Regions from separate parts of the Gossypium hirsutum genome. Here regions 1 and 2 are each linked to region 3. Evidence: chromatin contacts called from public Hi-C data. All regions are on one chromosome and are shown on one strand. Each heading gives the region's core, a stretch centred on a gene start, on an enhancer-like site or on the middle of the called end of the contact. The rest is flanking DNA. Distances are from core to core; before and after follow the strand shown.

The links. Hi-C and Micro-C count contacts between places; a contact is called where the count stands out from the background.
Region 1: a contact with region 3 is called in a Hi-C map of leaf, with 8 times the contacts expected there. The contact joins the promoter of LOC107951819 here to the promoter of LOC121213785 in region 3. A contact is called at or near these places in 14 of 34 Hi-C or Micro-C datasets (anther, callus, hypocotyl and 2 more).
Region 2: a contact with region 3 is called in a Hi-C map of anther, with 4 times the contacts expected there. The contact joins the enhancer-like site here to the promoter of LOC121213785 in region 3. A contact is called at or near these places in 2 of 34 Hi-C or Micro-C datasets (anther and leaf).

The regions. Positions count from the first base shown.
Region 1 is chrA02:72,904,198-72,908,625 of Gossypium_hirsutum_v2.1, forward strand. It overlaps LOC107951819 (probable protein phosphatase 2C 4), which reads right to left and starts at 1,257. Exons shown (of 6, transcript XM_041087185.1): 1 at 1,100-1,257; 2 at 469-874. It overlaps LOC107952373 (chlorophyll a-b binding protein 7, chloroplastic), which reads right to left. Exons shown (of 9, transcript XM_041087136.1): 6 at 4,172-4,318; 7 at 3,323-3,455; 8 at 2,791-2,883; 9 at 1,759-2,185. The coding sequence ends at 1,874.
Region 2 is chrA02:72,535,105-72,539,612 of Gossypium_hirsutum_v2.1, forward strand. No RefSeq gene overlaps it. Among protein-coding and RNA genes, the nearest start is that of LOC107939239, 50 kb to the left of the region's middle. Within about 2 kb of position 2,022, at least 1 of the 9 cell types and tissues checked has an H3K27ac peak or open chromatin away from gene starts, as enhancers often do.
Region 3 is chrA02:72,671,891-72,676,476 of Gossypium_hirsutum_v2.1, forward strand. LOC121213785 (calcium-dependent protein kinase 32) reads left to right here and starts at 1,626. Exons shown (of 8, transcript XM_041086883.1): 1 at 1,626-2,692; 2 at 2,993-3,116; 3 at 3,235-3,378; 4 at 3,638-3,790; 5 at 3,915-4,030; 6 at 4,142-4,309. The coding sequence starts at 2,177.

The DNA.
Region 1 (4,428 bases), core at 7-2,506, 230 kb after region 3:
GCTGTGTTTTTCCGGAAAATGTCTTACCAAATTCAAAAGGGTAAGACATTTTCCTAAAAAAAGACCCCATTCTCCCAACTTATGTAAAATATTTTACCGTAGGAAATTATTTTCACCCAACCAAACACCAGAAAAACCTGAAAAGCTTTTACGGAAAAGCTTTTACAAATTACCAAACGGAGCCTAAGTGTTAAAAATGCTCCAAAAAAAATAAAAGGCCAAAGTGACCAAACAGCCAAACATTAGGGGCTATTTTTGGCATTACGTCAATGTAATTTATTGTTCCTTGCAAAACAAGGTTGGAGGTTAGTTACGTTTCCAAATTCTTTACTTGCTTGTACGTTAAAACCTAAATACCATCCAACGACGTACTTCTTAAAAGCAAGGTTGAGGAATCTACCTTCTTTTACTTGGAAGAGTATATGGGCGACAAAAGGATTTCTCTAAGGATTTTTTGAGTTGGATTACCTGGTTGTTTGAAAATAATTCCTTGAATCAGTGTCGTATTTTTGTTTTCGGATTGTGGGCGATATGACCAACAAGAAACAGATGGGTGCATAAGAGAAAAAAAAATAACGGCATTAGAAACAGCAGATTTTGTAAGAAACTATTTGAGTGAATTGGACGGGCTGAAGATATACTTACTTGTCAAACCGAGGGAGGTAGGGAGGTGGAAACCACCAGAGATTCCCTTTGTGAAAATCAACTTTGATATCGCAACAATAAGGAGGAACATAGGTCTTGCTTTGGGATCGTTGTACGGGATTCAAAGGGGTCTAGGGTTATTAAAATGTGGGTTCTCCTTCGATTTTTGTTCCAGAGGCTATTGCATGTGTTCAAAGGCTTCAAATGGGGATGGATTTGGGGGTTATGGCTATAGAGGTAAAGGGGGATGCTCTATCAGTAATAAAAAAAAAACTACAAATGAAAGAGGAAGATAAATTGGAGATCGGTGCTATCATTAAAGACTGTTTACAGTTAAGTCAGGATTTCTAGATATGCAAGTTTCTATATGGCAAAGAAATGAAAAATGAAGTGGCAAATCTGTTGGCAAAAGGTTTAAGAAATGGAGAACGTAGAAACGAAAATGGAAGAGTACCTGATTACGCAGTGGAGATGGTGGAAAGAGACCATCCAAGGAGTGGGCTATCTTGTAATGGGAGTCGTTCTAGTTCTGTTTTTGCTGAAGTTGTAGGTTTTCGGGAAAATGAAGAGGAAAGGGGATTTCGGGAAAATGAAGAGTTTGTAGGTTAATGGGATTTAACTTATGTTGCCTCAGGTAATGATTTTACTGGGTCTGGGTCGAATCTTTCGGCCTTTCTATGTATTTTGGATTATTTTGTTTTGGGCTTTGTTTTCCAATAAATCCAACTATATTCATTCCAACTATATTCATTCAAAAAATAAACTTAAAAAGTTAGGTGAAATTAAAATTTAATTTTAATTATTCGAATAATAATTTTAAATTAATTCAAATGCTTGTGATTAAAAATCATTGACATTGCCAATAATACCTTAGTTTAATAGGAAAAATACACAAAAACTTTAAAATTTTGAAATTCAAATCTTATCATGTAATAAATTCTTTTCAATTTTTTTTATTTGTTAATTTTTATTTTCAAATATATTTTGATTATTAATCAGTTAGTTCATTTTAATAATTGATTATAACTGTCCACGTTTGGGTAGACTATTATAATTGCATTTGTAACTTATTAAAACAATAAATAAAAAAATCCCATCTCTACCATCCCTAGATACAAAACCATGTCAAATTTAGAAAGAAAGTAATAGTCATTTACATACATATATAGTAAGATAAAACTAAAAAGTGGTTTACAAAGTATTTATATCTATGATTCTGTATTGAGAATTATGTATTTGACATGGAATTAAGAAGGGAAAATAGGTTATTATGAAATGGATCAGAGAGGTGCTCAACTAGGTTCTGAACTGGACCTTTACCTGTCAAAGCTGCTTGGAAATAAAAGCCTAACCAAGCAACCATGGCTAGCCTCCCATTTTTAATCTCCTTCACCTTCAGCTCCTCAAAAGCTACTGGGTCTTTTGACAGCTTCAATGGGTCAAATAAAACTCCTCCCGGGTAATTAATATCGCCTGGCAAGTAAATCCCCAGAGGCTCCAATGCCTCTATCCCGCAATATCTTGCATACTCTGGTCCAACCTATATTGCAATCAAATAGTAACCAACAAAACCTCCAATTATTGAAACATTAAATCTTTGCTTGGTAGAGCGGAAAAAAAATTAGAAAGATAAAAAATTGAAGGGTAGGAAAATAAAAAGATCAAAAATATAATTTTTCTTTCCATAGATGTACTTGGTAGGAAAGATGAAAAAATAGAATCAACAAAGTAATTTTCCTTCCGTCATTTGCTTAGTAGACTTGAAAAATGAAATGGAAAAAAATAAAACATTTAAAAAATGCATAAGTTTAAACTAACATTCACATCTCTCTCTTATTTTCTCTCCTCTCATCATTCCAATATGAAAGAATTGGTTTTTATACATTAGAAAGAATTGGTTTTTATACATTAGAATGAAAAATAATCATCTCTCCTATTTCCTTTTTCTCACCTTTCTTTCCAACTAAACACACTCAAAATTTGTTTTCTTTCGACATTTCCACCCAACCAAGCACACCTTAAGTGTAAATGAAAATAAAAATAAAATTGCACAATCCTTAACAGTCTCTCTTTTCCCAACTATTGCATAAATGATATTTATGAAGGAAAGGGATCAGAACAATGAGATTGCTAAAAAGATACTACCATCAAGAGGGCCTGGCAGATAGCAATGATAATCACTCCTTGCCCTCCAGCTAAGTGTAGACCCGGGATGCCAAGGTAGTCCAGTGTTTCTCCCTCACAAAAATCAACAAGCACATTTAACGGATATGTTGATATGTTGTTTTTTTCAAAGTAACCAAATTTGAAACTTCAACTTAGATTTCTCAAGTTTGGATTCTAGGATAGGTTGAAGTGATCTTTTTGAGAAGAAAAATGACTATTTCCTACAGTCTAAGTTGCAGTGAATCTCTACACATACCAAAAAAAATGTAGCAATGAAAATTTCATATATTTTAAAACGGTAATCGGTATATGAAACATATTAGAATATAGGAAAAGCCTTGCAACATATATCTTCTTAAAGTAGCAGATTATGCATTAACTAGAAACCTCCTTTAGCACTAAAAATTTGACAATAAAGTCGCAACCAAGGGAACTACCTAAGATTAAATAAGATTTAGACATTCCAGATTATCTGTGAAAGATAGTTAATGAACCGGTACAGATTAACAACCTGAAGTTTCGAATAGCCCACCCGCCACCAAACAGGCTCAGCAAAGTGAGAGATTCCAAGCAGATCTAATATTTCAGGAACCACAACACCAAGGGCAGCAAGCATAGCCCAACGAGCATGAAGAATTTCGAAACTGCATAATAGAGATTGCATTTGAACATTTAATAATTAAAACTATCTACTTCAATTCAAAACATCATCGTATACTAAATTTCATGATAATTTAACTGAGGAATCCTATCACCATGGAACTGGTGTTTAACATTGTGAACTATTTTGACCTCCTTTACCCCCTCCCCAAAAAAAAATAATAGTAATCATAACAACAATAATACAAGCATCTGAATGAAGTTTGGAAGAGGTACCCTATATTCGGTTAAAATATACCCCAAATCCCTATAATCTTCATACATTTGGAATTTACCCCCTCTACTTTTATTTCAAAGAATTTAGTCTCTCTACTTTTTAGATTTCGAAATTCAAGTCCAATTGTTAACACTATTGCAATTCTTCTGTTACATTCACTAGTTTGACACTTTGAAATAAAAAAAATCTCACTTGGTAGCCATGTAACAAAAATAAACATTGTAATGAACATGAGTGTAACAAAAGAATTTTAATAATGTTAACAATCAAATTCCTTGAAATAAAAATGGAGGGGCTAAATTTCAAACTTATAATGAGTACAAGGACTTGAAGCATATTTTAACCCCTATAATCCTATTAGGAATTAAAGTCATAACTCGTGTTTTCTCATTTACATCATACTGAACACAATCATTTTCACTGTAAACATCTTAAAAAGCCATGACTTCAGAGGAAATTGAATTGAAAGAAATGTTGACGTACTTAAAGTACTTCTGGAAATCCACAGGATCCTTGCCCAGACCTGCAATATCAAAACCATAATCCCCAGGCAGTTCTCCAGTTAGATATTCAGGATAGTCATATGGGATGGGACCAAGCCAGCGAGGGCGGTCTTCTCCATACCAGAAGCTGAAAAAGTCAGAGGTACATGCTATAAGAAACATATTTACTTAATATGAGTACAATTTTAATTTATAAATGTAACTAAGGAGATTAAATCTGAGCCGGCTTCTAAATGA
Region 2 (4,508 bases), core at 772-3,271, 140 kb before region 3:
TTTCTGTCTCCCTTCGCGCCTTCAAACATCTCTCTTTAAAAATTCATGAATTAATTAGATTAAACCTTAAATTTACTTGACACGCAAATGATTGAATTACATCTCACTTTCGTATATGTGATATTAACTAATCACATGTGTTCTTTGCCAACGATTTAGTTTGATATGTATATGTAAATTTAATACTTCTTATTATACATTCAAGGTTAGTAAACATTTTGATAACTTATTTTTAAAAAGCTATAAAAATAGTTACTAAATTATTTGAATTTTATTTATTTAAGTCATTATATTGTTATTTTTTTCTAATTTGGCTAACGATGAGTACCAATCGATGGGTAGAAGAACATACTTTAAATCCAAGTCGATCAAATCCGTGTTGGAGATTAGAGAAGAAAGCTGTATGAATTTTGTCTCACAAATTCATGACATTCAAAACTATTTCATAAAAAAATTGAACTGTAAAAGAAAAAGAGAATGAGAACTTTCAATTGATGCACGCAGTAGAAACAAAGAAAGTTGTACAATAGTGATTTTAACAACTTGGTGACTTAAATAAATTTTTTTAAATAATTAAATGATTATTTTTGTAACTTTTTAAAGTTGAGTAATCAAAAATATAAACTTACTAATAGTTTAGTAATCTTGAATGTAGTTTACCCTAATATATATTATATAATTGGCATGTACCTCAATCCTTTGTGCATTTATATATATAGGGATGCTTCTAAGGAAGAAAGCTACAATTTGTTTGGTCGATTTTCTTCTAAAATGAAATGATTTTGTCCTGCTTTAACCATTGAGATGTTCCATGGATGATGCGGCCAAATGCTACCTTCAATTGTAACAATTTGGCCAAAAAATGAACATGTTGCCGGTTTAAATTTTTTATATAATACCATTGATTTTATTTTCATATTATAAGTTGACTATCAGTCTTTTCAATTTATTATACAATATAATCTTAAGAAATAAAAGATGTAAAGAAAATACAGAATGAAGGAGAATGAAAAAAAAAAACTGAGAGATGAAAAAACAAGTCAATATATATAAGTTTTTTGAATTTTGTTTGCCTATAACATAATATATTTAGTTTTAATGTCCATTTTCGTATGAATGGCTTATGCAAATTACATATTTTATTGTATCCTCTCCTAAGTCTCATTCTATATAGAGAGAGAACCCATGAATTTTATTTAGGAGAAAGTAAAAAAAATTTGGTAAATTAAATTCTTGATTGTTTAAGGGTTAGAAATGTATTCTTTTATTTAATTAAGGAGTTAAAGTCTTTATTTTTCTGTAGCTACACCAATATGTGTACTTTATATAGATTAGTGTCATAAATCAACCAAACACAAACGCAGTTGTTAAATTAATTAAAAAAATCATTCCTTTTATAAATCACGTTTTATTATTTTAAAAATGTTTTTGTCTTTCTATAATTTTTACAAGTCAATAAAAAATTAAAATTCCTTGTTGATTAAAATTTTAAAGAATATAGCATCGGGATAACAACACAAATTAAATTTTTTATGTAACAATTTTAAAAAGATAATTTATTTCTCGAAAAAACTAATCTAGTCTTCTAAAACTATCCATTATCATTTAACTCACTCTAAAACTACCATTATCATATAGTTTTTCTTCTATACCCACTATTTTTCTAAAAAAGGTACACTCTCAATGGAAAATTTTCACAGTAGATTTATAGTGACACATAAGTACTGTTTCATTTATTTGTTTTTTTTATCATTCTAAATTCATTTTAAATTCACTAAAAAAGTCTTATTCATTTAAATTTTAAAATATAGAATTCACTCAAAATCACTTAAGTTTATTCTAAGAATACTTGCAGAAATTTTGCATCTCTGATATGATTAGTTCCGTAAACCTCAATTTGACAAATTATGCATCTCTATTAACGCTAAGGCTATATGAAGATCATGTGAAAATTCAGAATAATTAAATGTTAGTCACCTTAACATATCTCATCCTAGGACATCATCATACTTTCACGTCAACAATCTTAAGACATATAGTCAAATTTGTCCTCCGAACCATGCAAATGGCTTGCACACTTGTGTAAACAACCACCAAATTTTTTTGTCTCCAAAATGAATTGAAAACTTCCTCCCAACCTCAAATTTTCATATTTTTGTTTTTTTATTCACCTTACTGATTAATAAAAAACAATAATAGAAGCGAAATCAAGAGGGCGACCTGAGGCAAACAAGTTGTATTTCATCTTAACTGGTTCACATGCATCATTGGTTTGGATTGGGATGGCGGGTAGGTAAGGGAACTTGAACAAATTAATAATCGATCTCAGGTCTACAAAGCATCAAGTTGGAGAATGGTAGGCAGAGTACTATATATACATATTTCCATTTCCAACTAAACTTAATATAATAAACATTTAAATTAGCACCAAATTTGGCATATTAACTAATACAACATTTTCACCATAACGGGTGGATTTGACTCATATTCTAATTGCTATTGCGTTTTTATTTCATTGTATGTGATTTATTAAGAATAAAGATGGCCAAAGTGGTCTGATCGGTTAGATTTCTTTTTTAAATACCAGATCGGAACAAATTTAATTTTAAAATTAATTAGATTAGAACTGGTTGAAGAGTAATGGACTTCGGTATCAAGATATTTTCCGTATATATCGTTTTTAGGCTTTCTTTTAAAACTCTCCTTAGCCCTTACTTGCGTCTTTTCTATCTACTCTAATTCCACCCAAAAGTTCCCCTCTTTTTCTCTTTCATCTCATTTCCCACCCCCTTTATTTTACTTCTCTAGGACATGGTTTTTAAATTCATTCCGTATTGAATGACCATAAAATGAAATCTGAACCATTTTAGTGGGTTCAACCAAAAAAATCCATTGTTACAATATTGCTAATTTATTTTTATGGAAGAAGAGGACGTGAACTTTTTCTTCAGATATTTGAATCAAGTTAAAGTCTTGAAGTCGACTTTATTGAGAGGGCTTTACCTGTGGCTCAAATAGGACTATAATCAACCATCAAATGAATGAGTACAATTGTAGTTTATAAAAAATATATTTTTTGCAAAAATTTACTATTTTTCTTTTCATTCATTGATGGAAAGTTTATTATTTTATTTATTTTTAATTGAAAATTTTGATATATAAAGTTGATTCAAATTCGGGTATGCTTTTAATTTTTTAGGGCAAGTTTGAAGCGAATAAATTATTATTTTTTTCTAGACCCAGTCAGAATAAACTAAGAGTATATTAAGTCAAAGTTGGGGAAAATTGTCCCACTCCGTTACCATCCTTATTTAAGAATAACCATCAATACCTCAACATACATGTCTAGGATAAACATTTTCCCCATAATCTTGACACTATTTACAACTATTATAAATACTCCAAGCTCATGCAACTGTCATGGGGCTAGAATTTTAGTTTGGCAAACCGCATGGCTTTTGGCAATCTTTTAGGTTAAAATTCACCTAAGTTAATCTAACACTCAAAAACTGATAATTATTGTAGAAATTTTCTAAGACACCGAAGCAAAGCATAAGCAAACTCAAAAGACAAAGAAGCCGCGAATGAACAGAAAAACCATAAGAAAAATAGTGCATACCAAGTGTTTGAGTAAATGCTCTCAAAAGTATTTTATTACTTTGAAGGTTTACAACTGAGTGATTACAAATAAGGGGAAAAAACCTCTATTTATAGTTGAGCTCCCCCATATCCAACAATTGAGGTTTGTGTCTTTCTACAAGATAAAAGTCCTAAGGGATTTAAACTCTATACAACTTTATCCCTTAGGATTTACATTAATTACCTTGGTAACTCTAATTTTATTAACGTGTTTCATTAGGCCACCAAGGCTTCAAGTAGATGGACTTCTCCATATGTTCCACAAATTAGGCCATTTCAAGTGGATTAAATGAGCCCCATTTGATTAGTTGACCTTCACGGGACGTTCTACAAAACATGGTTAATGTGGCACTTTGAGGCTAAAATTTAAATGTATGCTACACATATTTTGTACAAGCTTATGAAAGCTCTTTTGCCAATCCAAGCATGAAACAAGACCAAATTGCAAAGTTTTAGAAGTTCAAGGTCGATGTCGTGATGTCATCTCATCCACGTCATGACGTCACCAAAACAGTATATCATGTAACATCCCGGCAGACGTAGTCCCAATTGTTGGTTTGTGTGGGTGGATTGTTGGCTAAGTATAAGCCAAGGAAGGTTGATTTACACCTTTTCCTCTAGGTTAAGTTTGTACCAGTTGTCGTGCTATGATTGGCAAATTGTTTGGCTAACCAGGAAAGTTTGTAAAGACTTGGTTGAAGATTCATCTTTTGGCGAAGTGTAAGCTACTAATCTATATGCCTTGGAATGTTCGATGTGCAGAACCCACCAATCAATGGATTCTCTTGGTGAATTTTGTATTGGCAGACCCTTATATTTGTATCCGCCAAGTGGTCTGTTTCATTTGGCATGTAGAATCTGTCTAAAGT
Region 3 (4,586 bases), core at 376-2,875:
TAAAAACAACAATAAAAATTAAATGGTAGGGAATTAGAATCAAATTCGGTGTTTCTCCAAAGCTTGACTAGTTTGCTCTGCTCTTCCGTCTCCGCTTGTTCTTATTGAACCAAGGCTTATATAAGCACTTGAATGCTGCTACCAATGGTGGTTGAAGGGCTCTTTTCCAAAAGGAGAAATAAGAAAGGGAATGAAAGGGGAAAATGGAGAACAAAGGAAGGGTTTCGAAGAGAGAAAGTGAGAGAGAAGTGTGAATAATGAATATGTGAAAGATGTGTTTTAAATGAACAGCCAAGGGGATATTTATAGGTTGGATAGGCTGTTAAAAATAGTAAAAATCAGCAGCCATTCACTCCCCCCCATGGCTGGCCATACATGTGGCAAGTTTGAAGCTTTCAAACTTATTAAATTTAGCTAGGGGCAAATCTACAAAAGCTAATGAAAAGATAAGAATGTCCCTGAGTGAAAAAATTATCGTTTTGCCTCTTAGCACAATTTCTTCACAATAATAAAAACTTATCAAATTCAAATCTTATAGTTCACATTTAATTCTTCTTTGGATGACAAAAAGTACACTTTTAACCTTCTCTTGATACAATAGAAAATTTATAATTTAGCCTATATACTTTCAAATCTTTCTCAAATTAATCCAAAAGTGATCTCCATCATGTAAGTATACACATTCCTAGTTATTCCCATGTCAAATAAGAAGGAATAGTTCACATTTTCTCTTTTGGTTGAATTATATTTTAGTCCTCAAACTTTTTCAAAATTTACAATTTGCTCCTATTTCCACATTTTTCACACCCACAATTATCCACATAGATTTCCATCTTCAATATCAATTTTTTTCCTTATGAATCCAATTTGTGTTACTCATTTATGAATTTTCTGGAAAATCACTAAACACGGTTCTTAGAACAATATTTGATGTAGCATTAAAATTTTTGGATCTCAATCCAATCTAGTTACATTATTAAATCTTGAAAAAAAATCTAAGTTTAGAGATCAAAATGATTTAGTTGCCAAGTTTATGTATCAAAGTGAGCAAAAAAAGTACAGGTATGAAAGTGGACCTATTTGATGAGTTCAAGAGCCAAAATTTATATTGTTCCAATTCTAAATGTAAAAAAAAATAATAATAATGGAGAATTGGACCATAACTTAACAAAAGAAATACATGTACAAGTAGTTTTGCATAGGTTACAATATGCTATATAAATCTTTATACTTTTAAAATTTTAAAATTCAGATTCAAATGTTAACATTGTTAAATTTATTAAACCTAAATTTTGAGATTTGAAAAATAAAGAGATTAGACTCTTGAAAATGAAAATTCATTAATTAAATTTTAAATTTTTAAAGATTATAAGTTGTTATGAGATATTTTAACTTTTGCATAATTTGTTTTTTTTTTCCTGTTATTATAAGATAAACAAAAATCTACACAAAGCTTGACTTTGGTCTCCAGAAATCTGTTTCGGATTTTGTTAAGGATCTTTAAAAGGTAAATTTGAAGTTTAATATTAGGTAAATATTATTAATATCAAACGACTTTGCTTAACTAGAGTTGAAAGATTTGTTGAAGGGAGTAAGGGTAGTTTTGACTTTTCGTTGAGAAAAAAAACATTGAACAAAGAGAGGATTCTGAAGGAAGTATCTGAGAAATAGAACAACTTTGAACCTCTTCTCTCTCTTCCAAATCCCATGGTGAGGTTGGTTGGTGACTCTTTCTTCTTCTTCTACGGTTTTGAATATATATATGTATATATGTTTAAAAGAAAATCCTTCTTTATGTTTATATTTTTCACTCCTCAATTTTTCCTTCAGTTCGTTGCTTAATTTCCCATAAAAAATTTTACCCAAATTTTATTTATTTATTTCTTCTTTTTTCTCCATTTGGTTCCTCAATTCAATTTTCTTGAAAATCCAGAAGCAAGGTTTCTATCTCTTTCTTGGAGAGCTTCTTTTTTTTGTCTATTTGAAAAAAACAAGAGTTGTTAGATCTCAAAGCCTGGATCTTTGAAAGCAGAGCCTTCTTTTTCCTCCTTTTTTTGGTCTAAAAGTTCATCTTTTGATTTTCTTTTTGGCTGCTTTGGGTTTAAATTCAAAAACCAATTTCAGCAACAACAAGAAAAACCAGAAAAGATCTTACATTAAGTTATTGGGTTATTTCATGGGAAATTGTTGTGCTACTCCATCAACAACAGCTTCTCATGAGAAGAAGGAGAAGAAAGGAAAAAAGAAGCAAAATCCATTTTCTCTTGATTATGGTCAACATGACCATGGCAACAGAGGCCATAAGCTCACGGTTCTAAATGATCCAACTGGGAGAGAGATTGAGCCAAGATATGAACTTGGGTGTGAGCTTGGGCGTGGTGAATTTGGGATCACATATCTTTGTACAGACAAAGAAACGGGGGATACTTTTGCATGCAAATCAATATCAAAGAAGAAGCTAAGGACTGACGTTGACATTGAGGACGTAAGAAGGGAAGTTGAAATCATGAAGCATTTGCCTCACCACCCAAATATTGTTACCTTGAAGGATACTTACGAGGATGACAATTCAGTCCATTTGGTTATGGAGTTGTGTGAAGGTGGTGAGTTGTTTGATAGGATTGTTGCAAGAGGTCATTACACTGAGAGAGCTGCTGCAGCTGTCACCAAGACCATTGTTGAAGTTGTTCAGGTATTTTCTTTCCCTTATTTTTGTGTTTATTCCTATACCTTTTGGTTGATCTTGAATCTTCTCTTCTTATCTCATGAATGTACAAGTTTAGGGTTTCAAATGACTTGCTAAACTAGTTGCTTGAAGTGATTAAACTGAAATGCTACACAAAATTTTGGGTTTCAAATGCTTGCTTGGACCTAAAGTTTAGGGTATTCAGTTCTGTTTAGATTCTCCATATTCTCCTAGTATGTGTACTTTGTTTCACTATGCCTTAAATTATGATCTTAAGTTAATATTTGTGCATTTTTGTTGTTGCAGATGTGCCACAAGCATGGTGTGATGCACAGAGATCTCAAACCTGAGAACTTTCTGTTTGCAAATAAAAAAGAGACAGCGGCATTGAAGTCGATTGACTTTGGTTTATCAGTGTTCTTTAAACCAGGTAATGCCATTTTACAAACATGATATCAAAAACTTTTTTTCCCTTTGGTTTAAGTTTTCACCTATTAGTTTCATCCTTCTATGTTGATCTATTGAAATTTGAATATTTCCCCTTGCAGGTGAAATATTTACCGAGATAGTTGGAAGCCCCTACTACATGGCTCCTGAGGTGCTGAAAAGAAATTATGGACCTGAAGTTGATGTTTGGAGTGCCGGTGTTATCCTTTACATCTTACTTTGTGGTGTCCCACCTTTCTGGGCAGGTTCGTATTGATTTATAGTTAAAGAATCGCTGTTCGAGTAATGAGAACTGTAATTAAGAACTGCAATGCTCCACCCCTTCCCAAATGAATTCATTTTTTACACAATTTTTCCTTCACTTTTGCAAATAGTCCTATTTCCACCATATGTGATAAATACTGATGGAATTTGATATGCCTTCCTTATATATTTTTGTTTGTTTCCATCTTACATTTTTATTCCATCTCTTTTTCCTCTCTAACTTTCCTTCTTTCTATGCAGAAACGGAACAAGGAGTTGCGCAAGCAATTTTTCGCTCTGTTATAGATTTTAAGAGGGATCCTTGGCCTAAAGTTTCTGATAATGCAAAAGACCTTGTGAGGAAGATGCTCAATCCTGATCCTAAGCAACGACTTACAGCTCAGGAAGTACTAGGTAGGTTTTAGTTCTAATGATATAGGTTTTCTGTTGAAATTTTTAGTAGTTTCCAGTAAAAGTTTATTAGCAAAATTGTTTTGCTTTATGTGTGAATCCTAAATCAAATTGTTTCTTGCTTCAGATCATCCTTGGTTGCAAAATGCAAAGAAGGCTCCAAATGTTTCCTTGGGTGAGACCGTGAAGGCAAGGCTCAAGCAGTTCTCTGTAATGAACAAGCTCAAGAAAAGAGCTCTCAAGGTAATGCTTCTGGCTTTTTTGTTGGGCAATAGAACCTAAATAAAGTTTCCACTCATTGCTTGTTAACCTTTTTTCCCCAATTTTGCTTATCTGGAAATCTTGTATTGACAGGTAATAGCTGAGCATCTCTCTGTGGAGGAAGTTGCAGGCATAAAAGAGGGATTCCAATTGATGGATACTGCCAATAGAGGCAAGATTAACATTGATGAGTTAAGGGTTGGGTTGCATAAGCTTGGTCATACCATTCCTGATGCAGATCTTCAAATACTAATGGAAGCCGTAAGTTCTACCTAAGCTTGCATTATATTTTGTATTGTCATTGATATTTGGCGGCACAGACATGTAAATGTGTAACCATTATGCTATCAGTTTCTTAGTGCAACTGTTCGCTCTTTTATCGAGCCAATATTCCACCCTAATCTAGTTTTATAGAAATCAATGGGTCAATATGATTTCTCTTATGTTTGCATCCATCTGTGGTCATTGTCATATCTCGTTTTAGAACTTTACATGTGCATTGTGAAGATTATCCAACTGTTTGCAAGAAGAGTAACTA